Linked DNA regions of Sus scrofa: all the other regions are linked to region 2. Evidence: chromatin contacts called from public Hi-C and HiChIP or PLAC-seq data. All regions are on one chromosome and are shown on one strand. Each heading gives the region's core, a stretch centred on a gene start, on an enhancer-like site or on the middle of the called end of the contact. The rest is flanking DNA. Distances are from core to core; before and after follow the strand shown. Region 1 has its middle 330 kb from the start of TRNAE-UUC. Region 2 holds the start of KLF4 (Kruppel like factor 4). Region 3 has its middle 70 kb from the start of TRNAE-UUC. Region 4 has its middle 250 kb from the start of TRNAE-UUC. Region 5 has its middle 360 kb from the start of TRNAE-UUC.

What was found. A called contact is a pair of places that touch in the nucleus more often than the background predicts. HiChIP or PLAC-seq counts read pairs in DNA pulled down with a chosen protein or histone mark.
Region 1: a contact with region 2 is called in a Hi-C map of embryonic fibroblasts, with 2.0 times the contacts expected there. The contact joins the enhancer-like site here to the promoter of KLF4 in region 2. A contact is called at or near these places in 1 of 5 promoter capture datasets (liver), 2 of 47 Hi-C or Micro-C datasets (embryonic fibroblasts and retroperitoneal adipose tissue) and 1 of 2 datasets of contacts at active chromatin or transcription factors (alveolar macrophages).
Region 3: a contact with region 2 is called in an H3K27ac HiChIP or PLAC-seq map of alveolar macrophages. The contact joins the enhancer-like site here to the promoter of KLF4 in region 2. A contact is called at or near these places in 1 of 5 promoter capture datasets (liver), 10 of 47 Hi-C or Micro-C datasets (brain, embryonic fibroblasts, epiblast stem cells and 6 more) and 2 of 2 datasets of contacts at active chromatin or transcription factors (alveolar macrophages and skeletal muscle).
Region 4: a contact with region 2 is called in a Hi-C map of skeletal muscle, with 6 times the contacts expected there. The contact joins the enhancer-like site here to the promoter of KLF4 in region 2. A contact is called at or near these places in 12 of 47 Hi-C or Micro-C datasets (embryonic fibroblasts, epiblast stem cells, fetal skeletal muscle and 8 more) and 2 of 2 datasets of contacts at active chromatin or transcription factors (alveolar macrophages and skeletal muscle).
Region 5: an H3K27ac HiChIP or PLAC-seq map of skeletal muscle shows a contact between it and region 2, with 7 times the contacts expected there. The contact joins the enhancer-like site here to the promoter of KLF4 in region 2. A contact is called at or near these places in 9 of 47 Hi-C or Micro-C datasets (embryonic fibroblasts, epiblast stem cells, fetal heart ventricle and 5 more) and 1 of 2 datasets of contacts at active chromatin or transcription factors (skeletal muscle).

What each region holds. Positions count from the first base shown.
Region 1 is chr1:249,207,253-249,209,952 of Sscrofa11.1, forward strand. No RefSeq gene overlaps it. Among named protein-coding and RNA genes, the nearest start is that of TRNAE-UUC, 330 kb to the right of the region's middle. Within about 2 kb of position 1,384, at least 4 of the 83 cell types and tissues checked have an H3K27ac peak or open chromatin away from gene starts, as enhancers often do. A contact at or near this core is called in embryonic fibroblasts and retroperitoneal adipose tissue, where this site is marked.
Region 2 is chr1:248,608,291-248,610,990 of Sscrofa11.1, forward strand. It overlaps KLF4 (Kruppel like factor 4), which reads right to left and starts at 1,284. Exons shown (of 5, transcript NM_001031782.2): 1 at 686-1,284; 2 at 448-568. The coding sequence starts at 690.
Region 3 is chr1:249,605,532-249,608,231 of Sscrofa11.1, forward strand. No RefSeq gene overlaps it. Among named protein-coding and RNA genes, the nearest start is that of TRNAE-UUC, 70 kb to the left of the region's middle. Within about 2 kb of position 1,395, at least 7 of the 83 cell types and tissues checked have an H3K27ac peak or open chromatin away from gene starts, as enhancers often do. A contact at or near this core is called in alveolar macrophages and embryonic fibroblasts, where this site is marked.
Region 4 is chr1:249,290,363-249,293,062 of Sscrofa11.1, forward strand. No RefSeq gene overlaps it. Among named protein-coding and RNA genes, the nearest start is that of TRNAE-UUC, 250 kb to the right of the region's middle. Within about 2 kb of position 1,314, at least 29 of the 83 cell types and tissues checked have an H3K27ac peak or open chromatin away from gene starts, as enhancers often do. A contact at or near this core is called in epiblast stem cells, fetal skeletal muscle, omental adipose tissue and 3 more, where this site is marked.
Region 5 is chr1:249,172,298-249,174,997 of Sscrofa11.1, forward strand. No RefSeq gene overlaps it. Among named protein-coding and RNA genes, the nearest start is that of TRNAE-UUC, 360 kb to the right of the region's middle. Within about 2 kb of position 1,379, at least 35 of the 83 cell types and tissues checked have an H3K27ac peak or open chromatin away from gene starts, as enhancers often do. A contact at or near this core is called in embryonic fibroblasts, fetal skeletal muscle, omental adipose tissue and 2 more, where this site is marked.

The sequences.
Region 1 (2,700 bases), core at 134-2,633, 600 kb after region 2:
GGTTGGCTCTGATGTTTTGTCTTCATGGTAATTTATGTGAGACAAACATGCTTTACCCCTCTGAGAAAGAGGAAGTCCAAAGCTGAGAATACTGCATTTGACTTGGGAATGAGACCTGTCACAATCTGGCCCTGGGCTGCCTATCCAGCCTCATTCACCATGGCTGGCTGCTGTGCAACCCAATTCATGTTTCCCTCAAAAACATGATCCAATATCTTCTAGCCACTAGGCTTTTTCATATATGGGTCTTCCCACATCTCTGCTTTCAGCCTCAGATGGATCCCCTTGTGATAAGTCTTGAACCAGGTCTAAAGGCGATATGAAAAAGAATCAGCTGCTTCAAAGCATGAACCCTCTGGTCCTGAATTAGTTTCTCAAGGCTACCAGAGCAAAGGACAACAAACTGGGTGACTTAAACCACCAGAAAGTTATTCTCTCACAGTTCCAGGGTCCAGAAGTTTGAAACCAAGGTCTCAGAAGGGCCCTGCTTTCTCTAAGAGGTAGAAGCCTTCCTTGCCTCTTCCTGTCTTCTGGTGGGGCCCACAATCCTCGGTGTTCCTTGCCTTGCAGCTGCATCCCTCCAGTCTCTGCCTTTATTGTCACATGTCCCTCTTCCCTGTGTGCCTGTATGGCTCTGTGCCATCATGTGGCATTGTCCTCTTTTTATACTGGCTCTAGGCATAGTGGATCAAAGGCTCACCTTAATGACCTGATATTAGCTTGGTTACAACTATAAAGACCCTATTTCCAAATAGAGTCATATTCACTGGTACCTGGGGTACAGTCTTAGTGTATAAGACTTCAGTATATCTTTTTGGAAGACACAATTCAACTTACCATAGGTCCTACTCCTTTTTCAAGGCTCAATCTAGTATCCTAAGGGAACACACCCTGATACCTTGGCCAGACGGATTTCTTTCTTCCTGCACCCTATCAAGACCTGGTGTCCATCTTTTGTGCCTTTAGTGCCTCATAGATACAATAATTTGGAGAAAAGCACCAAGAGAAATGGGTTGTTCAGGGAGAAGTAAGCATTAATCTGGGCCCTAGATACTCCTTTTTGCCTTGCATAGCCTCTCATAGACTATAGAGTTTCTGCATTCACCCTTTGGCCTGGCCTGAAACTATACAGTGATCTGGCCCAAGGAAGCCTCTCACAGAATCCAGGACTGAATGGAGGTGCTGGCACAAACTGACCACAGCTGGTCAGAAAATCCCTGGCTAAGAGAAACCCCATGGGTCTCGTTTCCCTCTGTGGTATATGCCTCAGTCTGCCTGCCAGCCAAGGAGCATCCTTCCCCAGGTTTTTTGGGACATTGTGGAATTCAGAAAGTGGGCTCTTTAACAGCAGCATGTGGCTTGGCTGAGTCAGGGCCACTTCCTTTCCCCACTCTGGCACTCACGGCTTCCTGCAACAGCCCTACAGTCAGGCCCAGGCTGTTCACCTATTCCTAAGCCATCCCATTTGGCCAAGATGAATACCAGTAGTCTTGCCTCCAGCACTAGAGGGAGAATTTCTGCCCTTTGAGAGGCTAGCAACTGGTGACCTGGACTGAATTCTATATACACACAAAGCTCCAAGTTGCAGCCATTATTTACCCCAGGCCACAGGGCAGGAGCACTTTGTAACACAGAACTCATCAGAACAAGATCCCCTTGCATTCCATGGAATCCTCTGGTGGCTTAGCAGGTTAACAATCCAGCATTGTCACTGCTGTAGCACAGTTCAATCCCTGGGCTGGGGGAAAAAAAAAAAAAACAACCCTGCATTCCAAATCCCAGCTCCATCCTTTTGGCAAAGCTCTGACCTCAGATGAAGTCATGTAATTCTCTAAGCCTCTGGAATCAATGTCATGTTGAAACAGGTTTAATGACAATTTCCTTTCAGCATTACCAGAAGACAGTTTAGTGATTATGAACTTGGGTTCGAGAGTCATCAGCCCAAATTTAAAGGTAGACCTTCAACTGGAGCAAATTATTTACCCCATCAAGTTTTAGTCTCCTTGGCTGGACTGTTAGTAGTCAGGACAATTGTATTACTTTCCTATTACAGCTCTAACAAATTATCACAAACTTGGAGGCTTCAAAAACACAAACTATTTATCTTACAGTTCTATAGCCCAGAAGTCTGAAGTCTGGGCCCAAACCAAGGTGTTTGCAGGTCTATGCTCCCTCCAGAAGCTCTAGGGAAGAACTCATTTCTTGTTCCTTTTCAGCCTCTAGAGCTGCACTCCTTGGATTGTACTCACTTTGTCCATCTTCGAAGCCAGCTGCATCTCCCTCTGCTTCCATCATCACATCACCCTCAGCTTTAGTGTCAAATCTCCCTTTGCCTCTTCTTACAAAGACTTCTGATTGCATTTAGAGCCCACTGGGATAAACCAGGATAATCATCCCATCTCAAAATCCTTAAATTCTTCACATTTGCAAAGTTTCTTTTGACATCTATCAGGTAACATTCACAGATTCCAAGGATTAGGAACTTGATATCTTGAGGACTGCCGTAACAATATAAAGCATTTGTGGAGTTCCCGTCGTGGCTCAGTGGTTAACGCATCAGACTGGGAACCATGAGGTTGTGGGTTCGATCCCTAGCCTTGCTCAGGGAGGTTAAGGATCTGGCGTTGCTGTGAGCTGTGGTATAGGTCGCAGATGCGGCTCGGATCCCGCGTTGCTGTGGCTGTGGTGTGAGGCTGGTGG
Region 2 (2,700 bases), core at 34-2,533:
AGCGCGCGCCGCGGCTCGCCAGCCTGGGTCCCTCCCCCGCCAGATCCAGGGGACGCTCCCGCCGCCCCAAGAATCAGGACACCGAAGCTCTCTCGGTGCGCCCTCGCCACGGGGACGCCTACGCGCCAAACTCACTCCCGCCCAGCCAGTGTCTGGGGACACAGACACCTCCCGCCCGGTAGCTCGCGCGCCCGCCCTGCCGCTTGCGTGCTCCGGGACGTGTGCGGGCCCGGTGTGCGCCCCCGGCGGCTCCACACCGTCCGGACCACACGCAAGCACAGCTGAGCCAAGAGCGCGGAAGCCATCCTGGGAAGGCTGCGGAGCCCGTGCGGTGGCTACTCCCTCCCCTCGTCCGGAGGGGTTCTGGGTGACCCCGGGGCTCCGCCCGTCCCCACCCCACCCACAGAAGCCCACTAGAGGTTCCCGACAGCCCGTGACAACACTCACGTTATTCGGGGCACCTGCTGGACGCAGTGTCTTCTCCCTTCCCGCCGGGCCGGACGCGAACGTGGAGAAGGACGGGAGCAGTGCGTCGCTGACAGCCATGTCAGACTCGCCAGGTGGCTGCCTGCGGGCCGGGTGGGGAGCACAGAGGCTTGAGTCAGGGGCCACTCTTGACGGCCGCTCTGGCGGGTCCCACCGGTCCTCACTCCTCCCTACTCCCCCACCCCCACGCCGCACTTACCTCATTAATGTGGGGCCTCAGAGGTCCTCCGAAGTCCGAAGCAGCGGGGGTACCCGAACCCCAGTCAACGAAGAGGGGGAAAAGACTTAGAAACGAAGCCAAAACCCAAAACCCCAAATTGCCAGAGATCCTTCTTCTTTGGATTAAATATAAAAGAGATGCCTTTAAAAAAAGTTCCTTTGTATACAAAAGTTCTTAGAAAAGTTGTAAACTCGTAAAAATAGACAATCAGCAAGGCGAGTAAGTAGGTCCGGTGGCCGGGCTGCGCTCTCTTCGACTCAGCAGTGTCCCCCACCGCTGTCGCGGTCGCCGCGGCTATGGCCTTGGGTGCTGGGGCTGTGGCCGGGGTGGCGGGCGGGCGGCGCCGCCAGGTGAGACTGGCTGCGGCGGCGCTGATCTGCGGACTGGGCGGCGGCGCAGGGCGCGGAGTCCGGGGGGCTGCGCGGGGCGCGCGCGGCCATGGGCGCTGGCCGCGGGCAGGTGGGTGGGTGGGTGGGGGCCGGAGGGGCGGGGAGGGGCACTTGGCGGCTCCCGGTGCCGCCGCCGCCCGCCACCGCCTCTGCTCCCCGCGCGCCCGCAGCCGCGCTCGCTGTCTCGGCCGGGGAACTGCCGGCGGCCGCCGCGCGCTCCTTACTTATAACTTCTTGGCTCCCGCCCTCCCCCCGCCTCCTACCCGCTGTGCGCAGGGGCCCGCCGCCAGGCCCCGCCCCCTCCCTTTCTTCTCCCCTCCCTTGCGCGGCCCCCCCCGCGCGTTGCCATAGCAGCTAAATAAACAAACTTGGCGCACGTGGGGCGGGGAGGAAGGAGGGGCGCGGCGGGGCACGGCGGGCCGTGACGCCAGCCCAGCAGCTGGCGGGCAGGAGCCGCGCTGACGCCGGCGGCGGTGGCGCAGTGGCTCAGGCGCTGGGTATACCGGGCGCAGGTCCGGTCGCCGCGCGACCAGGACAGTCGGCGTCGCCACGGGCAGCTCCCCAGGTTCGAAGCCTGCGGCCGAGAAGGCTGCTGGGGGCGAAGGGGGACGGTAACACGCCACTACCACAGCCCGGGTGAGCGCTCGCCGCGCACTTTGCGCCCTAGAGAAGAGCGCGATTATCCGCGTGACTCATCCAGAGCTCGTACCTCTCTTACGCACGCAGGAGCCCGGCTCTAGTCCCTGAGTGCCATTGCGGGCCCTTGGCCTGGCGTCACACGGCTCTTCGCTGGCACTTTTGCCGGGTCGCGGGTAGGGGGTCGAGATGGAAGCCCAGGACGGCAAGGCGAAGACTGGGAGCCTGAGAAGGCCGGAGGGGTGTTCCGCCTGGAAAAGGCTGTAAAAGACCAGAATGGGAAATGGAGCTACGGTTTTGATATTATTGAAGGAGAGAGGAAGGGACGGGAAAGTCTCAAAATTCACTTCGTGAGGTGGGGGAGGGAAGAGGGGCGTGAGGCGCGGAGATACCTTCAACCAGGAATCTCAAAGCATTTTGCAAGCCACGCACTGTCCTTTCCATTTTATGGATGAGAAAACTGAGTCATAAAGAGGTGAAGTGGCGAGGTAAAGGTCAACCGGCAACTCGCTCCCTTGTCTCGAGCGGTCAAGCCCACCGAAGGGACTTGGCTGGAAAGTGGCCCCATGCCAGAAAGTGGAGCGACGCATTGGAACCCCGGTTCCTGATAAGGTCACACGGAGCCCGCGGCGGCTGTCACTGCCCACCGGGAAGAGAAGAGGAAACTGCGATCGTTATTTCAGTCTTATAACTCTGCCTCCCCACCCCCCTCCCCTTAGTTTGTGATCAGTACTTTTCCAGCCGGGAAATGTTTTCGCTCTCATCTTCTCTGCAAGCAGTGCTTTTTTTAAAAAAACGTGAGTGTGGTGTTAGGTATCGCTTTCTAAACGTAGGCTTGCGAGGTGTTTTTGTTGGATTCAGGCGCACACAGGCCTCCGCCCTACTCCCCTCTCCGCGGAGCGCTCTTGAAGGTTAATGCAGTGGGTCCTGGCCGCTGGGAAAAGGGTCGAAGCCCTAGCACTGACCAGA
Region 3 (2,700 bases), core at 145-2,644, 1.0 Mb after region 2:
CTGAAAAGCTTTCCTGGGTTCCCCAAGCCAGGAGCTGTCCCTCTCTACTCTCAAAGCACCTTGTGGATATCAAATTCTGTACCTCGCCAGTGTATTGCAATTATCTATACCTAGATCTGTCTTTTCACTACACTAGAGCTTCTTGAGAACATGGACTGTACCTTATCATCACCATGGGCCCCCAGGAATATAGCACAGAACATGGCATGGGGCAGGACCATATCCAATGGCCAATGAGTGAATTCATGAAATGGATGATGATGGAGAGGATATTCACCAGATCCAAATATTAACTCCCTTTACCTCTACAGCCTAAGAGTTTTACCAGAGAACTTTTGAAGACAAAATAGCAATTACATTGGCAACTGAAATAAACTTTAGTCCTACCCATGTATAATTTTTGATTTATTACAAATACATTACTCATCTAGAAGCTGAATTGCTTCATTCCATACTAGAATTTCAGTTCTCAAATAATCCTTTTGCTATTCTCATCAAGTGATCTCCCTCTCCAAAAAAAGTGACACTCCGAAGCCCTACTGAGGAGGGAGGACCTAAACTGTGAGCATATAGGGTAAGCGTTGAGCTAACCAAGAAAACAACACCTCTCATTCACAGGACATGAACTGAGCTACTTCTGAACAAGTGAGAAGGACCTTTTCTCCTACTCACATCTCTTCTTCCAAAGGACATTCCAAGACTTTGTCGATAGAACTACCTAAGAGAAGACATTTCCCTCCAGTAGTGAACTCCTCCATTAAATCTCTGGATAATGACAGAAGCAATTTGCAGATTAAAGTAACTCTCCTTTGGTGGTATGCCTTTTGATTCACGTAGCAGTGGATGAATCTTCAGTCTATGGGATTTTTTTTTTTCATCATCTGCTGATTCACTCAGAGATATTCTGAAGTTGTGCAATGGGCACACTGTAATCGCCTGCACTCAGGGAGCGGCAGAGGAGAGAGCACAGTGAGTCACAGACCACAAAGAAGCCCTGCCTGGCATGTTGGGCCCATTTGGCAAACCCAGAGGATGTAAAACTGACAGCGAGACAAGGAGCATCTTTGTTATTTGTCAACAAATTGCAGTAACCATTGCAGTCCTTGGCACCTTGAACTGGAGAGGCTTTGGAGGAAGAAATGGGGAGGCAAGTAAATAAGATGATGGAAAAATCCCATTTTCCAGATGACTGGCAATCAGATAGGTATGTCAACAAGAATTTTTATCTGGCCCTAATGACCTAGTTTTATCATGTTCAAGAAAATAAGAGAGTGTTCCTTTAGTGGCAGTGGGACCCTCAAATAGATATGAATAATCAACTGGCCTGGAAATGAAGACTTAAATATCTGGCTCTATTAACTAATAGCTGTGTGACTGTAACAGCCAGTCACATGGGCAAGTCAGGAGATATCTAAGCATCTAGTTTCACACATCTGTAAATGAGATTAATAATTGCCCTACCTAATCCATGGGATTATTGTAAGTATCAAACAAGACAATGAAAGTAAAACAGTTTGTAGCTAAAAGTTCAGTACAAATAATATTTTATCACCAATTTTTGGTACTAATAGATGTTATCCAAAAAATCAAATCCAGAAAGACTAAACAAAGGCTGATTAGATTGCATTAGGTCCATAGAAATAAATGCATTTATAAACTAATATGAAGCCATCAGACTATCTGCTGCTTATTACATATTCTACTTCCAACACGGAAAAAATACAGAAAATTGTCACTCTGGCCTCCCATGAGGGATTCAGCATCACTCCTTGTGACCTAACTAAGCCATCTTTCAGTCAACAGTTACTGCGCAACTCCTGCAGGCCAAACCCTTTGTTGGTCAATAGACATACAGACATAACCAAGATAGTTATGTTTCTTGCTCATGGTAGAATTGTGGCGAGAGACAAGTTATGGTTATTCAGCACACTGCATGTTACAGTAACTTGTATAAAAGCTATGGAAAATGAGAACAAAAGATAGAAATAGTCATTTCTACTTAAGCAATCAGGAAAGCTGCAAAGGGGAGGTGATTCTTGAACCAAGCCTTAAAAGAGAAGCTGGCATTCGCTAGGCAGATGGCAGCTGGGAAGAATTCCCAAGAGAGGAAATTGTGAGAGCAAATGCTTTAGTGTTTTGGGGGAATTGAAATTATCTGACCGGGGGAGGGAAGGGGAGAGTATTAGAGAAAGGTGAAGGGACAGGCAAGGATCATCATAAAAGCCTAAGTACAGGAGCTGACATCTACTCTGTAAGCAGTGGGGATTTAAGAAAACATTTTAAACTTGGATATGGCATGATTATATTTTCACTTTAGAAAAATCTCTTTTGTATATTTTGAGCATGGCATAGAGGAGAAAAGCCTAGAAGCTGGAAAGCCCACAAAAGAATGCTTTTACTGCTTATTTTATTATATAGCAGAAACCTTCTTTCAAGTCAAACCTTAAGTGGGATCTTAAAGAAATGAAACAAATAAAAGCAGAGCTGTTTTCGTAGAAGCAGGAGTCCAGGACCAGAAATCATGCTTACATGGCCTTCTTTCAGCCCCACAATAGCACCACCTGAGACCTTTAAAATCTTAAGGCTCTTAATATTGGAAAACGGTATGTGCCACTCTGTTCAGAAAATGAAAGTGGCCCAGGTGAGGGACAAATAAGAGCACAAATGTAGATAGGATCAAACCCACAGTTCCTGACAATG
Region 4 (2,700 bases), core at 64-2,563, 680 kb after region 2:
TCACAGAGCAAGTTACAATCAGCACCAGGGTTAGAACTCACAGCTCCTGATGCTGAGGCCAGTACTCCCAAGTTCTTTCTCCTATGTGTGTTTGAGTCACAATTTCCTGACCCAGAGAGGAAACATCTAAATCATTCTTTCCAAAACTCTCAACCAGGAATCTCTAGTTTGACAAAGAAACCTCAGAGGCTGCTTTCTTTGTGGAGCTTCTAATCCTGGAGCAGGGTGGAGAGAACGGTGGTGGTGGGGGGGTTGGTTAGAGAGAGATCTTCAGGAGCTTAGTTCCTGTTTATCTACATGTCATTCTTTTAGTCCCTGAGGCTATAACATCCATTTAGAAAGATTAATTCAAATGTGATTGAGGACAGAGAAAGGAGAGCTAAGGGGGAGGCAGAGAGAGGGAGGAAGAAAGTAGAATTGTCTAAGCTTTAGAAGAAAGAACCTAAGGTATTACTAATTCTCAAAGAGGTCTCACTTCTTACAGACAAGTTGCTCCTTGGGAAATCACAGGCAGGTGAAAGTAGCTCCGTGATTCTTTTATTATCCATGAACCTGGCTTTTCTTTCCAGCATTCTCAGGTGCGCTGGAGGTCCTGGGAAGAGAGAGGGCTTTTTCAAAAGACACTTCCACCTCCTAATCCCTGTGCCTACAAACCAAATATTGATCTATTTAGTAAACCAGCCTGTGGGAGGAGAGATTGTAAAGCCCTGTTTACTCAGCAGTTGGGCCCCCCTGACAGCTGTTCAATGGGGGATTATGATGTCACAGTGGTAATTACACTATAAACAAGGGATAGGGAGAATAAAGCATGAAAGGAAACTGTGGGGTTCGTTACTAGGCAACACAAAATATGTAACCAGAAACCCGACAAGCATGTAAATTTCCTTGCAAGCCTCCCAGATGTCCTCACTTTATGGCCAGCACACAGTTTCAGTTTCAATTTGTTTATTTGCCCTTCTTCAATCACAAATGTGGAGCAGAGAATGTTGAAAGAAAGAAAAGAAAGCAAAGAAAAATGAGGGGAAAGGAGGGCTTGTACTTTCTTCCTAGGATGTAAAAGGTCGGGAAAAAGCTCAGGGGCTTAGCCTTCTCTCTTCAGAAAGATGTAGGGGTCACTGTCCAAGGGAGCTTTATCAAGGAAGTAAGCCAAAGACAACAAAGAAAGTGAGCCAAGGGAAAAGAAAAAGAAAAATGGAACAAAAAGTAAGAGGATGAAACTAAATAAATGGGAGAAGGAAGACAACTCCATGGCATGATGGGCTCCCAGGGACTAGAAGGGGCGCTGGAGTCCTCACTGCTACAGCCCCACCTAGTGGTTGCCCCACATCTTTCATACTTCGGGTGCTGAAGCTCCAGTAACCCTGCCTTTCTTTGAGCAGCTTTATCCAAAAGTTTTTATGATGAGCTCAAATCAGCTTCCCAATTATGAACAGCTCTCCTCATCCCCAGGACAAGAAGTCACAGCCTCACAGAGATCTGGAAACAATGACCAGAATACTGTTTTTCTTCTTTTCGATTCTCATCCCAGCAATAGTTTTCCCTCCCAACAGCTTTTTCTAGATGAGATTGTTTCTTGCTCAACCCTCTGAACGACTTTCAATTTGTCAATGCTCCTCTTATAATCTAGGATTTGAAACTAGACACACCCTCTTAGGTGAGGTCTGACCTCAGAGAACTAAACAGGATCCACCACTATTCTCCCCAGCCCCGCCCCCCCAATCCACTTGTTTGGGAGAGCTGTAGAGGCTTGCGGGAGACAGCCGGAACAGGCCCATGAGAACCGATCGTTAAATTTTCAGGAATTCTGTGAGGTCGTTTTTTAAACCATTGACAGCTTGAAATCAGCCATGATGACAGTATTTACGCCACAGATATTGGCAAATACAACAGATCAGGCTTCCCTTCCATCCTCTAGAGAGCTGGTTTACCAGCAACCACTGCTCTGACCAATCATATTCAATCTCTTTTGGAATTTAGTGATTCACAGAGGGTAGGCAGAAACCTTTAGCCACAGATCTACAAACCACAGACCTCCATACACAAGCTACAAGCAGTCACTCTCACTAGATCTAAGGAACATGGATCAGGATTTTAGTTCTTCTATCTACAGTGACCACCTTTGCTGACTGAGAACACTTCTCTTGGATCTGATTGACACTGTGGCCACATAAACTTCCACAGGGCACTCCCTGAGTCAGATACGAAATGACCAGGTTGAGGGAGAAAAAAAAAAAAATGTCCATTGAACCGCATTGTAGATGCTGCTATTACTGACACGGGCACAAACACAGAAGCTGGTACAATCAATGGCTTTTCTGCAAACTTGGAAATTCTCTCGAATTTCTGTTCTTAAATTCTAGTATTAACTATCTAGAATGACAGTCTGGTGACAGGGCTAAATTCCAGTCCTGAATGAGCCAGTCCTTTGGGGTCTGAATGGAAGCTTATCCCTGTCCCTCCCTGGGCCTCAGTTTCCCTGACAGCCGTGAGGGTTGAGTCTCAGGACTTTTAAATCCAGATGGCTTTTGCAGCTGGCTCCAGCTTGGGCCACGGTACTGACATCCTTATAAGTGCGTGAGCAGAACTTGGCATTGGATGAGCAGCGTTTTTCCACAAGTAATTCTCACTGTGTGGACTTGTGTCCCGCCTCCACTCTCCTGTTGTCCTGGGGATGATTTGTTTGTTGTGACTCTCCTCGGA
Region 5 (2,700 bases), core at 129-2,628, 560 kb after region 2:
CATAACATCCTTTACATTTTATTATCATTTCACTTTTTTTTTAATCTTTGAGATAGTCAGCAGGTGGAGCCATATCTTGAACACTTTTTTTTTTTTTTTTTTTTTTTTTTTTTGCTTTTTAGGGCCACACTCGTGGCCTATGGAAGTTCCCAGGCTAGGGGTCAAATTGGAGCTACGGCTGCTGGCCTATGCCACAGCTGGGATCCAACCCACTTCTGTGACCTACACCACAGCTCATGGCAATGTCAGATCCCTGACCCACTGAGTGAAGCTGGGGATAGAACTCACATCCTCACAGATACTAGTCTGATTCGTTTCCACTATGTCACAACAGTAACTCCCATTACTTAAAATGTTAAAGGCACTTAATGCGTTTTGCTTTTTTATTGACTGCTGACCGAGTGAATAACAAATAAATGGAGAAAATAATGACAGAGTATAAAGAGTCATTCAAACTACTTTAAAATTTCCAGACTAATTCTAGAACTTGGAAGAGAGGACCTAAACACTCTGCATGACTTATTGATCCTTGGCTTAAAGTTTGGAGGTGAATCTTTTCATTGCCATTTTACAGATGAGAAGACTGAGGTCAAGGTGACACTGTGAGTCAATGAAAAATCTGTCATTTTGACTTGCATCTCAGGCTTGGCCTATATTCTTTCCAAACAGCATTATCTCCTTCCTTGTGAGTAAAGCAGTAACAATACCCTGTTCCTTGTGTAGTTCTTTAGTGTATCAAGGCACTTTCACAGCCAGAACCTTCTTTGTACTGGCAAGGCAGCTGTCACTTGGGGGACACACTGAGCCCTTTGCTCTATGATGGAGCCAGCTGCAGAAGGCATAGCCAACAGCTTCCAATAAAAGGAAATCCTGAAAAAACAGCTTCAGGGATCTAACTGCAGATTCTCCCTGTTACAGTCCTTGGCAATAAATAATACACGAAAAGAGATGAGCTCATGCCAAGGTGGACTTCAAAGAAGGTGGGGTGGCGGTGTTGGAACCCTCCATTTGGCCTCCGTGTTGTCTGCCCATTCCAGAAGTTAATTCACAGAGAGTGGGATGAAGGGAATGCCTCTCTCCCCCGCAGCTGATCCGTGGGAACTCTGCGCCTGCTAGCTAACTCTTGCTAGGCTTTAAAGAAAATTTTTCCCAGCCTTAAAGCTAGGTTTTGAACCAGTGCTGTGACATGTGTTCTGAGCTAGTCCCAAACAAGCGCAAACACAACAGCCTCCACTGATCAGTGCAGCACGACTGAAGGATGGAATTCAAAGCACGAGCCTAGAGAACAGAAAGTTCCAGCTCTCACTCTGTACAAGCTGCCATGAGCTCCAGCCATGCGTCCTGCAGCCAAGGATGGGTGGCCCCCGAGCAGGAAACTCTTTGGCAGCCTCTGCTGCGTGCTTTGCTTGCTGACAAGAGCACACCCTGGCCTCAGTTATTGCCCTTATAAAACAGCTCAAGTAGGATGTGAGCCAAATGTTTTAAATGTGCCTGGAAGAAAAATGTTAACTATGAATCCATGCAGTAGAACGGTACAGTACAACTGCAACAACACGCAGCTCTGCTCCCAGAGGAGGAGCCAACGAGGAACAGCAGCTGCTGCCCAGGCTTCTAGTGGCTTCTCCTCTTCCTTCTGCAGTAGTCCTACTTGGCAAGGGCTGCCTTGACATCTACTTTACAAAAGGATCTGAGAAATGGGTGCTCTTGTGACTATGATTAGAGAGTCAAAGAATTTTTAGAAATTTCCCAGTTAGGAGAGACTGCACTAAGCATTTAGTTTGCATATACATAGAGGACAAAGTTTAAGTTCATAGAAGTTATCAGCAAAGTCTAACCTCTCTTATTAAAATTCATTCTTCAGGTTTTCCAATGCATGTTCTCAGGAAAAAAAAAAAAATGTGGATAGGATGTCTTCTACATCCAGTACCTACTGTCTGCCAGGTACTGTCTTAGGTTATTTTCTCCATATATTATTAATCTTAAATACAGTCTTATAAAGGAATATTATTACTCACATTTTAAAGAGAAAGATATAAAAAAACTGTAGATGTTTGTTCACACTGTCTTCCCAATAAGTGCTGGGAAAAGCATTCAAACTCAAGTGCCCTGACTCCAAAACACATCTTCTTTCCATTGTACTAAGATGTGATGCAAATGACATAAAAGTTGACAGTTATATTTCTGGGCTACTGACACACATCTTTTCCAATAATTCTAATGAAGATATTCTGAGGAGGTAATTAGAACAATCTCTGAGGGGAAAACCTACTTTGCCCTGCTTCATGGTAAAATATCAGAAGCATTACAATTAATATAAAATTTAGACAAAGATACCCATCAATGACATTAATACTTATTATTTTTCTGGACATTTTAGCCAATATAATAAAGCAAGAATCAGAAAAAGAAAGCAAGAATCCTAAAGAAAGGATATAAAATTATTATCTTAAATTGACTATGATAGTGTAGCACTAAAGAAAAAAAGTCAGACAAAAACTACTAGGACTAATAAGAGAGCTCAATAAATTAGTAATTAAGATTCAAGTCAATAGTTTTTCTATATAGTGACAATAACCATTTAAAAAACATAGTGGAAAAAATTGATTATACTCATATTAAAATATACGCCTAGGTAGCTTAAACAAAGTGGTGGTATCTATGGAAATGAAGCTTCAGAGTTTTATAGAGACTCAAAAGAAA